Linked DNA regions of Sus scrofa: all the other regions are linked to region 3. The links are chromatin contacts, called in public Hi-C and promoter capture Hi-C maps. All regions are on one chromosome and are shown on one strand. The core of a region is the stretch at or near the end of the contact, and the rest is flanking DNA. Distances in the headings are between cores, read along the strand shown. Region 1 holds the start of METTL17 (methyltransferase like 17). Region 2 holds the start of ZNF219 (zinc finger protein 219). Region 3 holds the start of APEX1 (apurinic/apyrimidinic endodeoxyribonuclease 1). Region 4 holds the start of NDRG2 (NDRG family member 2).

Evidence for each region. Promoter capture Hi-C pulls out the DNA fragments that hold promoters and counts their contacts. Hi-C and Micro-C count contacts between places; a contact is called where the count stands out from the background.
Region 1: a contact with region 3 is called in a Hi-C map of skeletal muscle, with 5 times the contacts expected there. The contact joins the promoter of METTL17 here to the promoter of APEX1 in region 3. A contact is called at or near these places in 1 of 5 promoter capture datasets (liver), 1 of 47 Hi-C or Micro-C datasets (skeletal muscle) and 1 of 2 datasets of contacts at active chromatin or transcription factors (alveolar macrophages).
Region 2: a contact with region 3 is called in a promoter capture Hi-C map of liver, with 5 times the contacts expected there. The contact joins the promoter of ZNF219 here to the promoter of APEX1 in region 3. A contact is called at or near these places in 1 of 5 promoter capture datasets (liver), 2 of 47 Hi-C or Micro-C datasets (alveolar macrophages and heart right ventricle) and 1 of 2 datasets of contacts at active chromatin or transcription factors (skeletal muscle).
Region 4: a Hi-C map of liver shows a contact between it and region 3, with 4 times the contacts expected there. The contact joins the promoter of NDRG2 here to the promoter of APEX1 in region 3. A contact is called at or near these places in 1 of 5 promoter capture datasets (liver), 1 of 47 Hi-C or Micro-C datasets (liver) and 1 of 2 datasets of contacts at active chromatin or transcription factors (skeletal muscle).

Annotation. Positions count from the first base shown.
Region 1 is chr7:78,143,792-78,146,575 of Sscrofa11.1, reverse strand. It overlaps METTL17 (methyltransferase like 17), which reads left to right and starts at 1,254. Exons shown (of 14, transcript NM_001244326.1): 1 at 1,254-1,348; 2 at 1,500-1,653; 3 at 1,741-1,875. The coding sequence starts at 1,268. LOC110261608 (a long non-coding RNA gene) reads right to left here and starts at 1,148. Exons shown (of 4, transcript XR_002345954.1): 1 at 998-1,148; 2 at 51-117.
Region 2 is chr7:78,027,022-78,030,047 of Sscrofa11.1, reverse strand. It overlaps ZNF219 (zinc finger protein 219), which reads right to left and starts at 1,488. Exons shown (of 5, transcript XM_021099309.1): 1 at 1,168-1,488. It overlaps TMEM253 (transmembrane protein 253), which reads left to right. Exons shown (of 9, transcript XR_002345950.1): 7 at 1-531.
Region 3 is chr7:78,452,629-78,455,328 of Sscrofa11.1, reverse strand. It overlaps APEX1 (apurinic/apyrimidinic endodeoxyribonuclease 1), which reads left to right and starts at 1,328. Exons shown (of 4, transcript NM_001139471.1): 1 at 1,328-1,517; 2 at 1,718-1,905; 3 at 2,350-2,542; 4 at 2,687-2,700. The coding sequence starts at 1,460. OSGEP (probable tRNA N6-adenosine threonylcarbamoyltransferase) reads right to left here and starts at 662. Exons shown (of 10, transcript XM_013989066.2): 1 at 364-662. The coding sequence starts at 478.
Region 4 is chr7:78,113,003-78,116,057 of Sscrofa11.1, reverse strand. It overlaps NDRG2 (NDRG family member 2), which reads right to left and starts at 1,686. Exons shown (of 14, transcript NM_001078683.1): 1 at 1,606-1,686; 2 at 739-844; 3 at 342-462; 4 at 99-161. The coding sequence starts at 1,680.

The DNA of each region.
Region 1 (2,784 bases), core at 5-2,504, 310 kb after region 3:
GGTAGAGAAGTGAACCTGAAAGGAAGGAGAGGGGTGAGTGAGGCACTTACCAAAGCTGTCCTAAGTGCCCCTTAAGTCTTACTCCAGAGTATTCAGATTATTGAAAGGCCTCCATTACTAGAAGCAAAGTTTAATAACTCAAATGAAAATCAGACATTTAACTGTCCAATTGATATAGTTCCCCATATTTTATCCCATAATCACCATATTTGGACTCTGACATTTACACCACAGGCAATACTTCTACACATTCAGTCACCAGATTTCTATCCCAAAAGGTTAATAATACCATAGCTGATTAATGGTGTGCCATAAGAATCACGAGGTTAGAACACAGTAAGTTATTTTTAATGCTACATGTTAACACTTCAGACCAGTGTTCTTAACTAACCTGCTAACTTGCATTCTAAGTAACCACTTGCATTCTAAGTGCATTATGAAGTAGGGTATATGTTTAAAGGTGAATCTCAGACTTAGACTGCCATGGTTTAAATCTAGTTGTCACCTAACAAGCTTTGTGATCTTGTCATAATATTTAAACACCTGAAGACTCAGTTTCCTCAAGTGCAAAATGGGGTTAAAATAATCTACCCCACAGAATTGTGGGAGCTAAATGAGGTAGCATTATGTAAAAGTGCTTGCCACACTATCTGGCACATATGTTCTAATGCTGGCTATTTATCTAAGCCATTTATTTATATTAATATGAAGAGAAACTAACATGCAAAAGAGATAAAATCTATTAACTATAAACTTCTGCTATCTTCAGTCGCCTAAATCTGGCTTTTCTTATTTCCTTTTTTTTTAATGCTTTTTTTTTTTAAGAAATTAAGGTATAGTTGATTTACAGTGTTGTGCTGGTTTTTATTTCATCTCTTCTTTTCACAGTAGGTAAGGACTCCAAGGCTCCAGAGTTCTCCAGAGAGAAAGACGAACAACACAGGTAGCTAATACACACAGAAATTCCTCGACTTCCCAAAAGAGTGCCCGCCCCTACCTCATCCAGCCTTCTCTATTTCTGGACCTGAGGACAAATCCTAAAGAGTTGAGGCCACCTGTCTTCCGGCTGGTTACTTCTGAACCAAGGGCCTTGTGCAGTCTCCAAGGTGATTTACATATCGATTTGTTATTGGCTCCTAGTAACCACTCGCCCTCCTCATTGGCTGATTCTGCCCCGCGTCGACGTTCAACGGAGGAGGTTCACTGCGACGAGTGAAGGGCGGGTTATCGGCACCCACATTTCCGCTTCCGGTTTATCTCTGGCACCATGGCGACCGCAGCAGGAGCCGGGTGTCTGCTGACATTACGCGGATGGCGCCGTGGCCTTGGAGTTGCTCCCCGGTGCCGGGTGAGTGATTACTTTCCCTGCCGTCGGAGAGGCTGTGGATCTAGATAACAGCTCTGCGCCGAGGAGGAGCGCTCTCGGCAACGCCTCCCTTAGCAAGTGCCGGCAACCATCCTTTCTGTCCCCCAGTCAGCTTTTCTTTCCCGGCCTACAGGCGCTCGCTGCCCTCGTACCCGGCGTCTCCCAGGTGGATAACAAGTCCGATTTCCTGGGGAAGAAGTCCCATCGCCGGCACCCTGGCATCCTGCAGTTGTCGCGCGTGCGGCTGCCGCAAGCATTGGTCGATGCCGCGACATTACTACTGCTGGGTGAGTAACGGTGGGAAATGGAAGCTAGAGGAGAAACGTAGACTGGTCTTACGTGTAAGTGATTCCGCTTTTCATTTTGGTCCGTAGAGAGCTCTATGCCCAATATGGAGAAGCAGGTGCAAGCACTGACCAATTATCTCTGGAGCCGGCATTTACCCGTAGAGACAGAGGAGTTGCAAAGACGGGCTGTACATTTGGAGAAAAAATTCTTGGAAAACGCAGGTAGGGCTCAAGTATTTAATTAACGAGTAGACCAAGTTGAAAAAGTAGTGGGAATTGAAGTGCAAGAAATAATTTCACAGTCTCTTAAATAGATACTGCAGTTTCTATTTTGACTTTCTGGCCAGTGCAATTATTACAATAATGCTTTACTAAGAGAAGATAATTTCAGGGATTGCCCTTGGGGCTTGAGTAAAAGTCAGTTAGTGCTTCAGTATCCTGTCGAAATTTAGATCTTTGGGGTTTTTAAAATTATATATTTAAAGCACTCTAATATGTAATAAAATAACAAATATTGAAATATTTTGGATTTCTTTTTGTGTAGATAAGAGAAGAATCTGGGGCATATTTTCCACTGATAGCACACACCAATTAGAATGTTAAATTGTTACACAAAATAATATTTGGATTTTATAACATTGAAAAAGTAAATTTTCCAAAATTTACAAATTTTCCAAAAAGTAAATATTTAGAATGTCTCAACCATGCTTAATGTTTTCCAATATGGAAGTAAATATTAGTTTAATATAAAATAATTATATTTATTATTTCAATTAAGCTAAATAAAATAATATTTCAGGTCTCCAGTTCTACTGGCCATGTTGCAGGTACACATAGATCTTTATTTTTTTTCCTACAAGTCCATTGGTTTAAGATGATCTAAGTTTTTATTCAAGTAAAATAAAGTCCTTGTTCAGTACTGAAACACTCTTCAGGGAAAGAAGAGTACGTATAGTTTGCCAAGTTATTTTCATGATGTGAGTTCCCTCATATTAAAGACCTGCCTTTTATTCATCTTGTATTTCCTGAACTTCCTGTAGTACCTTGTTCATAATATTTGCTTGGTAGATAAAATAGTGCTGAACTGAATGCAATCATGAGACTTAAGATTTTTCAAGCCCCGTTCCTCCC
Region 2 (3,026 bases), core at 239-2,738, 430 kb after region 3:
TGGAGACAGCAATACCCAGACCAAGTCTTCCATCACCTCACTACCCTAAAAATCTGCCCGCCTGCAAGATATCCTTAAACAGCTATCAGCTAGACTGATTTCCTCCCATCTGTCCTTACCCTCCTTCCAACTTTTCTTTCCTTCCCACTGCCTCCCAGTACAGCTTCACATTTGCCTCATCTCACTATTTCCAAGATTTCCAACTTTCACAGTCCCAACCACTCCAAACCCGGGTTTCCGTACACGCCTACTCTCTGAAGTCAATTCACTCGTGCTTTAGTTCTCAGTCAGAGGCGGTTCCTTTCTACTCTAGCGGAGACTACAAGTCCCAGGATGCCCCGCTGCCCCGTGGCCTGCTGGGAAATAAAGAGCCTTTCCTCCGCGGTGGGGGCGCTGTGCATCTGCTGAGTGACGCCAAGCGCTGGAAGTCAGGGCCTAGCCGAGAGTTTCCTCGGACGCGACCACTGGCCCCGTGTGCAGGGAGGAGCCGGGCGGGCTATTCTGAGAGGGGCCGCCACCACCCCAATCTCGGTAACTGAGAGTTGACTGTGGGTCCACAGTCCTCCCTCTGACAGCTTCGGAGACGGGCAGGGGCGGAGGGCTGGCCCTCAGCAGAGCTGGGGTTTCCACAGATGTTGTCGCCGTGCCCCCTCCCACAGTGCCCAGGTTCAAAGTCCTGAGACTTGGAGCGCGCGCGAGAAAGGGGTTGGAGATGATGAGTCAGAAGCCCAGGGCCCTTTTCATCCCCCTCCCCCCGGGCCTAGGCGCCTGAGGAGGACGGGCTGGCCAGACGGGTGGATGGGGCAGGAAGAGGAGGGACACGGCGACCCGACCTAAGGCTTTCCCGCCTCTTGCGAGCACGCCGGTGTAACGAGCCCGCGTCGCCGCCACCCTTTCTCTCCAAGGCGGGAGCGGGACTGCGCAGGCTCAGCCTCTCAGCAGCCCCGCCGACCTTCGATCCCGGCTGCTGAGGTGCGGTTGCTGAAGCTCTGGTTGCGCTCAACCCCCACCGTTTATGACCTTTGCAAATGTGCAAAGATGACGAGCTCAGGTGGGCTTGAGAAAAGCCCAGGAAAACTGGGAGCACCCAGTTGTACCAGCCCGACAGCTTACTAGCCGCTAGAGAAACTAGAAGTTGACCAGAGCTGCATTACTATGAGAACTCACCCCAAATTCACAAAGTGCCCAGGATGGGTGTGCGCCTCACACTCATTTTTGTTCCCACTTGAGAAGGCTTCTTTCCCTAGAGAATGCTGCTTCTCCGGGCTTAGCCAAGCCCAAGCACCAGTAAGGAAAGAGCGCAGCCTGGCTGCCTTGCCCTGACATTGCAGTGGCGCCAGGGGCAGCTCCTTTCTGTTTGTGACACCTTGGGAGTGGTAATAGTCGCCCTATGACAAGATTGTGTGAGTATTTGTGGGTGGGGACAGTTCTGGGATTAGGTTCTGAAATGGAGAAAACAAGATCTGGGCCTCCCCCTTCGCCGCCTCCTCCCAATCTAGAATAATGGAGAGCTCATGTGTGAAGGACTCAAAATAATTTTCTTAAAACTCAGAAGGTGATAGTAGATGAGGAAGCTGAGGGTAAAAATCAGCAATTCATTCCAAATAGAAGCAGCAGCTTTTAGTGATATAATCAGATGTCTAGGAGTTGCATTTTACTTCTTGGAGAATTCAGTCACCATGCAGATGAACCTTATATCAGTCAGGTTTGGTGAGATTATGATGTGGTAACAATGCCAAAATTTCAGTGCCCTGAAACCTAAAGCCCCAAAGGTTTAGGGAGTCTGGCAGGGTACTCTGAACATTGTAAGTTACGCAGGTACCCAAGCCCATGGAGCACTACCATTTTGAGATCCTACCATGACACCATGAGACTAATACCCCTCACCACCACCAGCTTGCCCAGTTGTGAAGTAAGCATGAAGAATTGTTCATAGACTTTTAAATGTTTCTGCCTCAGAGGGATACATATCACTTCTGCTCACACTTCATTGGCCAAAGCAAGCCATATAGCCATATCCAACTTCAAGATGGCCAGAAGGGCAATCTTTACATATGCCTGGAAGGGGAAGGGAAGCAGAAATACTTCATTAAAGGAAGAGGAGGTAGCCATTTGCAGTGATTTGTTGAACAGCTTAGCAGTTGGTATTCATCTGTTCCAGCAGTTATGCGCATATCTACTTTGGTTTTGTTCTTTGGTTTTGTTCCACTAAATGAAGTTCTCAATAGAAACTCCCCCCCCCTCCCCCAGGATAATGGTAAGACTGGGAGACAGGAAATTTGATGTGTAAGTTTGGGCAAGTCAGACCTCTATGAACTACATTTTGCTTAAATGGAGGTTATAGTATTTACCCTCAACCTAACTGGAGGACCAAGGCTCAAATAAAATTACACATGAAAAAAAAAAAAAAACTTTAAAACTGTTAAACACTTTGGAGGTTTTTCCGATAGGGAAGAGGAGTGAAGCAGATTAGGTATGAGTTAATAGGGAGTCATAGGAACTATGGAAAACTAGAGGAGCCCACATTCTATTTAAAGACTTTAACCCAATTCTACCCAATTATTCCCATGTGGGACTGGGGGCTTGGTATTGCCATTGTTCCAATTTTCCTATAAAGGTCAGAAATTCTGACTTTTTAAATGTGAATCATCTGATTTTAAAATGCTGAGGCAGTTCCTTTTGTATATGAACCTGACTGATATCCATGAGGATGTGGGTTCGATCTCTGGCCTTTTTGTTCATTGGGTTAAGGATCCATCGTTGCCTTGAGCTGTGGTATAGGTCAAAAATGCGGCTTGGATCTCACGTGGCTGTGGTATAGGTTGGCAGCTGCAGCTCCAATTGTTGACTCCTAGCCTGGGAACTTGCATATGTCGGAGGTGCAGCTCTAAAAAAAAAAAAAAAAAAAAAAGTAAATAAAATAAAATGTTGATGATTACAATTTTAAAAATCAACAGATTCGGCCTATGGTCCTTCAGTTATTGTCTCTCATTATACAAAAATAAGCTATAAATTCAGGTTTTGGA
Region 3 (2,700 bases), core at 79-2,578:
TTTCTCATTCTAGAATATTTTGATTGCATCTACGTTATACTGTTTATAACACCGTAGTGTAAGTTCTGCTTTTATGTCCAGCTCCACAGCAGGATTATACATCTATTTTTGTATTCAGCAGCCAGTTTACAACTGACACATAAAAGGAGCTCAATAAAGGCTGAACGAACTCAGAAGATCCAGATCCAAGTGTCTGTGACTCCTCAAACCATCAGCCTTGTAATGCTAATACTGTCACACAATCTCAGAGTCGGATCAAAAATTGAGGGGACAATGCGCTCCACGCCCTGCTTCACTAACGTTCAGGAAGATGGACGGTGACGGAGAAGCTCGCCGCAAATGACAAGTTTCCTACTAGCGTACCTGTACCCGGAGGCGTGACGTAAGTGCGCCGAGGGTTCGCCAGCACGGTGCCATCCCGCACCACTCCCACGCCAATCTTGTTGGCGCTGCCTTCAAAACCCAACACCGCCGGCATGGCCGAGCCTGGGAGGAAACGCCGGCAGGGCCCCTAGCTACTACTGGAGCCGTAGAGCCTTCACCAATCCGCGCTGGAATGCAGAAGCCAGGTCTCAAAGGAAGAAAACGAGTTCGCGGCTACCAACCGCGCACCAGGACACCAAACAAGTCCCGCGTTTAGCGCGCGGGCCCTCCCCTCGCATCAAGGTCCCCTCGAGGGCCTGTTCTCTTAATTGCCAGGGACCTTGAGCCGGCATCTGCTCGTTAAATTCCTTTCTGCTTCTCTGCCTCTCTCCCATGGTCCAACCCAGCCTTCTCCACTGATTTTGTTCCCTCCTGCACAGCTTTGGGATCTCCGGTCGGGGCGGCAGTAGGAGTCAAGAATCTGGCACATCGATAAACAGCCCGAGAACGGAGAGCTGGGGCCCTCAGTGCCCTGGAGACACAGAGAACTGAGGCAAGGCTGAGCTTTCGGCCACGTGGCACTAACAGACCAATCATCCGCCTTCCTTCGCCTCCAGACACGCATCTCAGATCACGTGACCACACCAGTTACCACGTGGGGACACAGCGTGTTCCATTCTTTGTGCTGGGGTGAGGAGGAGCTTGACTAGACTCAAGCAGGTCAGTTACAGAGGTGCTCTTCTTTTACCCATCATAGGGGCTTCTCTGGACGTCTGATCGGCAAGCCTGAGTCAGGATTTTTAATTAAGTCCCTGGATTGTCCTGAGGCCCAATATCGTGAGGAGGGTACAAGGCAGTATGAAATGATCTAGTCTTGAGGGTGAGGGTCCGAAAGGCGGACAGTGCATGGAGGCGGGGAAAGAATTCGGAGATAACGTGGTTTGAAGGGCGGGACCTGGTGCGGGGGCGCTCTAGAGAGGAGTCTTTCCCCAGCCCTAGCAGGTTTCACGACTTTTTTGCGTCTGTAGGCAACGCGGTAGAAACACTGCTTCGGTGGGCGACGTGGAACTGCTACAGAAGGGCGTTTATTACAGTGATGCCGAAACGTGGGAAAAAAGCCGCGGTGGCAGAAGATGGGGATGAGCCCAAGTCTGGTAAGAGAGTGAAATGGGCCCCCTCTCCGTTTAAGCGGCGGTGGAGATCTCCGTAATTCCCTTGATGAGCGGGAAGTACAGACCATTTGATTCATTTTTGCAGTTTGTGAAGAAGTCGCGGCAACTGCAGGTTCTCAGTAACTGTATATTTAGCTCCGGATCAAAGTTAAAATACCGCCAACGTTTATCTTATTTTATAGAGCCAGAAGCCAAGAAGAGTAAGGCGGGAGCAAAGAAAACCGAAAAAGAGGCAGCAGGTGATGGGGCAGTCCTGTATGAGGACCCCCCAGATCAGAAAACCTCACCCAGTGGCAAATCAGCCACACTCAAAATCTGCTCCTGGAATGTGGATGGGCTTCGAGCTTGGATTAAGAAAAAAGGTTTAGATGTAAGTGGAATGAAGGGAAGGGTAGAAACCGATCTTGGGGTTTAATTACCTTCTCCTATTTCTGTCCCCAGCACTTAGGTTTAATTCTGTCGGTAGTTTTCTTATGGGAGAGGTACAAGGTTTTCACCAAGTCATACCACTTGTATTTCTTAAATGTCATTAGGACAGTTCTACTGTCATTGTCTTGTTTAATGTCATCTCTTCCATAACTAAGGCTTAGAAAACCTCAGCTAGCTCTCCAGTGCCTATAAGGGAAAACAAACTTTTCAGTGTTGTATGTAACACTTTCTTGCCTCCCTGCCACTTATGCAGTTAATAACTGTTTAAATATTGTGACTTAAATTCCTTATGCAGAGACTGTGTCTTACCTGTGTACCTCTAGTACTTAGCATAGATTCTTTAGTAAATCTTCTGAATTGATAATACCTTTCATTTTGCTCACAGTGGGTAAAGGAAGAAGCCCCAGATATCCTGTGCCTCCAAGAGACCAAATGTTCAGAGAACAAACTGCCAGCTGAACTTCAAGAGCTGTCTGGACTACCCCATCAGTACTGGTCAGCTCCTTCTGACAAGGAAGGGTACAGTGGTGTGGGCCTGCTCTCCCGCCAGTGCCCACTCAAAGTCTCCTATGGCATTGGTGAGACCTTGTTGATTTCTAAACCCCAAGCTCTTCTAAACCAATTGCTTGTATCCTGTTCCAGCCCCAGTTCTTCATTCCTTTGTTCTCTGCTGTGCCTTTTCTTAAGCTCCTTTTTTGCTAATTGTTTTATCATCTCTGTAGGTGAGGAGGAACAT
Region 4 (3,055 bases), core at 437-2,936, 340 kb after region 3:
ACAGAATTCACCCAGAGCCTGGGTGGGCACAGGAGTTCTAAGGGCCACCCTGTGCTAGAGAGAGAACTCTGGCTTGGAGGGGCCCCCGAGCCTCTCACTTTAAGTACTGTAGGATGCACGGGATCATGTCTGCAAGCTGGTCCAGAGACGGGTACTGATATCTGGGGAGGAAAGCAATGTTAAGGAAAATACCAACCTGCCCCCAGGCCCCCACCTCAGTGTCCTCTTCATCCTCTCCCAGAATCACCACCACGCCCTTCCCTCCTCCCCTGGTCCAACCCCCAGGTCACACCTGTCGTGCGCCTCACAGTCTGAAGAGGAGGGAAGGAGCTAGTTCTCACCCCAAAGGGAACACGGGAGCCCCCTCTTCCATCCCAGGGGCATCCACATGGACCCGCACAAAGTTCTGAATGATTTCTTGCATATCCCCAAACTGAAACAGCGGCTGGAAACAGGATTTATCTAAAGAGAATCCCCATGACCCCAATAGTAGAATCAGACAGGAGAAATGTCCCCAAGTCACAACCCACCCTCTTTCTCTCCCGCCACAGTCAGACTAGGAGAGAACTTGACATGCCACGTGGCTCCCTTCCTGACCCTTCTTCTCACACCAGGGTTGTTTGCTTTAGTTTTTTTTGTTTTTTTTTTGTTTTTTTTTTTTTTCACATCAGGGTTAACCGTGCCCCCCTCCAGGCCTCTTCCCAGAAAGAAATGGAAGGGGAAGGTGAAGGCCCTTACAGTTGAGTCCCACATCATGGTAGGTGAGTATCGCTGGGCGTTTGGGCTTGGGGGTGCCATAGACAGTAAAAGTGACAGAGCCATAAGGTGTCTCCACACTGTGAGTCTGCAGGAAAAGAGGTCACCATCAGGTAGGATTTAGGCTGAGAAGAAAAGAGGCAGAAGAGGAACCTCCACAAAAGTTGGGGCTTTAAGGTGGGGGAGGGGCAAAGAGAGGCGATGGGACCCAAGATTTAGAAATAGCATCAGCAAGAATTTAGTTTGACACTGGAGGATGATTTTGAGGGTGGAAAAGCATAATGAAAGATTGGAGAGCATCAGGGAACTCTGCGTAGGGAGGAGAAAGGAAGGGAAGGGGAGCGACGGGGACAGGAGAGGACTGGAAAAGGAGAGGAAGCGGAGAGATGGAAAAGCCAAGAGCCGGGTAGGGGCCCTCTCCTTCCTGGGGAGAGCCCCTCCTCCCACCTGGGGCTGCCCCAAGCTGGTTACCTGTCCCTGGTCCAGGAGGATTCGGGCAGCTAACTCAGCCTCCTGGAGAGAGACACACAGATACACACAGAGACACACAGCCACGTAGGGTCACAGACGGAGAGACAGATACAGATAAAGAAAGGTAGGTAGAGAGACCAAAAGAGACCAAAGACAGAAAGAGGTTGACAAAAAGAGACATGGAAAGGATGAAAGTTAGTGTAGTGACAGGACAAAAGCCTGGGCTCTCGGTGTGGTGTATGGGGAGAGAAACACAGGTAGATGTGGAGAAAGTAGGGGTGTGGGTTAGAATGAGGTCATGAATTTGGGAAGGCAAGAAGTGGGGGGATGCCTGGAGTTCTGGAATTCAGGCCTGGGAGTCAGAGGGTCTCGGATAACCTTGGCCACCTCGGGTGTCTGCCCTGGCAACAGCGGTTTCTCCTCCGTGATCTGCACCTCCTGCAGCTCCGCCATGGTGGCCTGGCAGGGTGAGGAAACACGGAGACTGCAGAGGCTGCCCCCACACTGCCACACCTCCTCCAACGCCTGGCTTCCTCTCTCAGCACTGGACAAAGCAGTGTGCAGAGGGCCCCGGGAGCCAAGGACCTCTCCAGGACACACCAAGAGCCTTGCCTGCCCCCAGCGCTGGAACCAGGCTGCTGGGGGAGAGGGCTTGTGGAAGAGAAATCAGGGTACCACTTCCCCTCAGATTGGCCATCCCCAGCACCCCTCAACACCCACACCTCCCGAGCCTCCCCCCCATCCTGGATGGAAGTAATGGGGGTTGAGCAGCAATGCAGCTGTGTGTGTGGGTTTTCAGACTATATTTAGGGGCCACCCCATACTTCTAGTTTGGTAGGGGGTGAAAATAGTGGCTCAGTGACTGGGTACTCTAAAGATACTAAGGGATGAGTAGTAAAAGTTCACCATTGAATGTGACCTTCAACTAAAGTCCCAAGGTCAGCAGCTCAAAGGAGAGGGGCTAAAAATGATCTGAGAAACATGATCAAGAGGGGGAGGGGGGAAGACAAGAAAAGTAGGACAAGGTACATCTGTGTCCAGCTGATCCAATGCCTCCCTTCCTCCCAAGATGCTTCCTCTTGACTGCAAAGAAGTTAACATATGTTCAATTTTTGGCGGTTGCCGGGTTAGGAGGGGAGCACCTGTGCAGACCAGCACAGTGAAGGGCCTGCAGCCTGGGGGTGGGGTCACTTACTGGACTCCTATTGGCTGGACGCAGTGGGGTTAGGGGTCAGGGTTCTCACTCCTCCTGGCTCAGGGGTCTGAGAAAACAAGGCAATGAGGTGAATGACATGGGAGACAGACTCTGGGTCTTTTAGGGACAGAAAGCCAAGATCTGGACGACTGGGTCACCAACCCTTGCCCGGTCACTAACCTGCCCTAATCTGTACCCCTGAGTCCAGTGAACAAGCCTTCTCTAGGCTTCCACTAGAATCAATACAGGCTGGAGGGGCCTACGGGGCAACACAGAGAGCAGGTATCAGTTCAGGCTGGAAGGGTTTGGGGGGCGGGGAGGAGAAAAGGAAGTGCTGATGTGGAGGAAAGAGCATGGCTAGTGTCAGAACCTCTGGATTCTAGTCCCGGCTCTGCCTCTACCAGTGTGACCTTGGCTCAATCTGTCACTGTTCTTGCCTTCAATTTCTTATTTGCAAACTAGTCTGGACTAGGGGATCCCCAAGTTTTGACAGCTCTCAAGCAAAATGAGGGTAGCAGAGCACGACTGGTTCCACCATTAAAATTTTTGTTTGTTTGTTTAAACCTTATGCCGTCGCTTTTCTCCTCCGCCCAGTCTCGGTGTGGGTCCCACCAGTTTAGTTTAAGGGGGTGT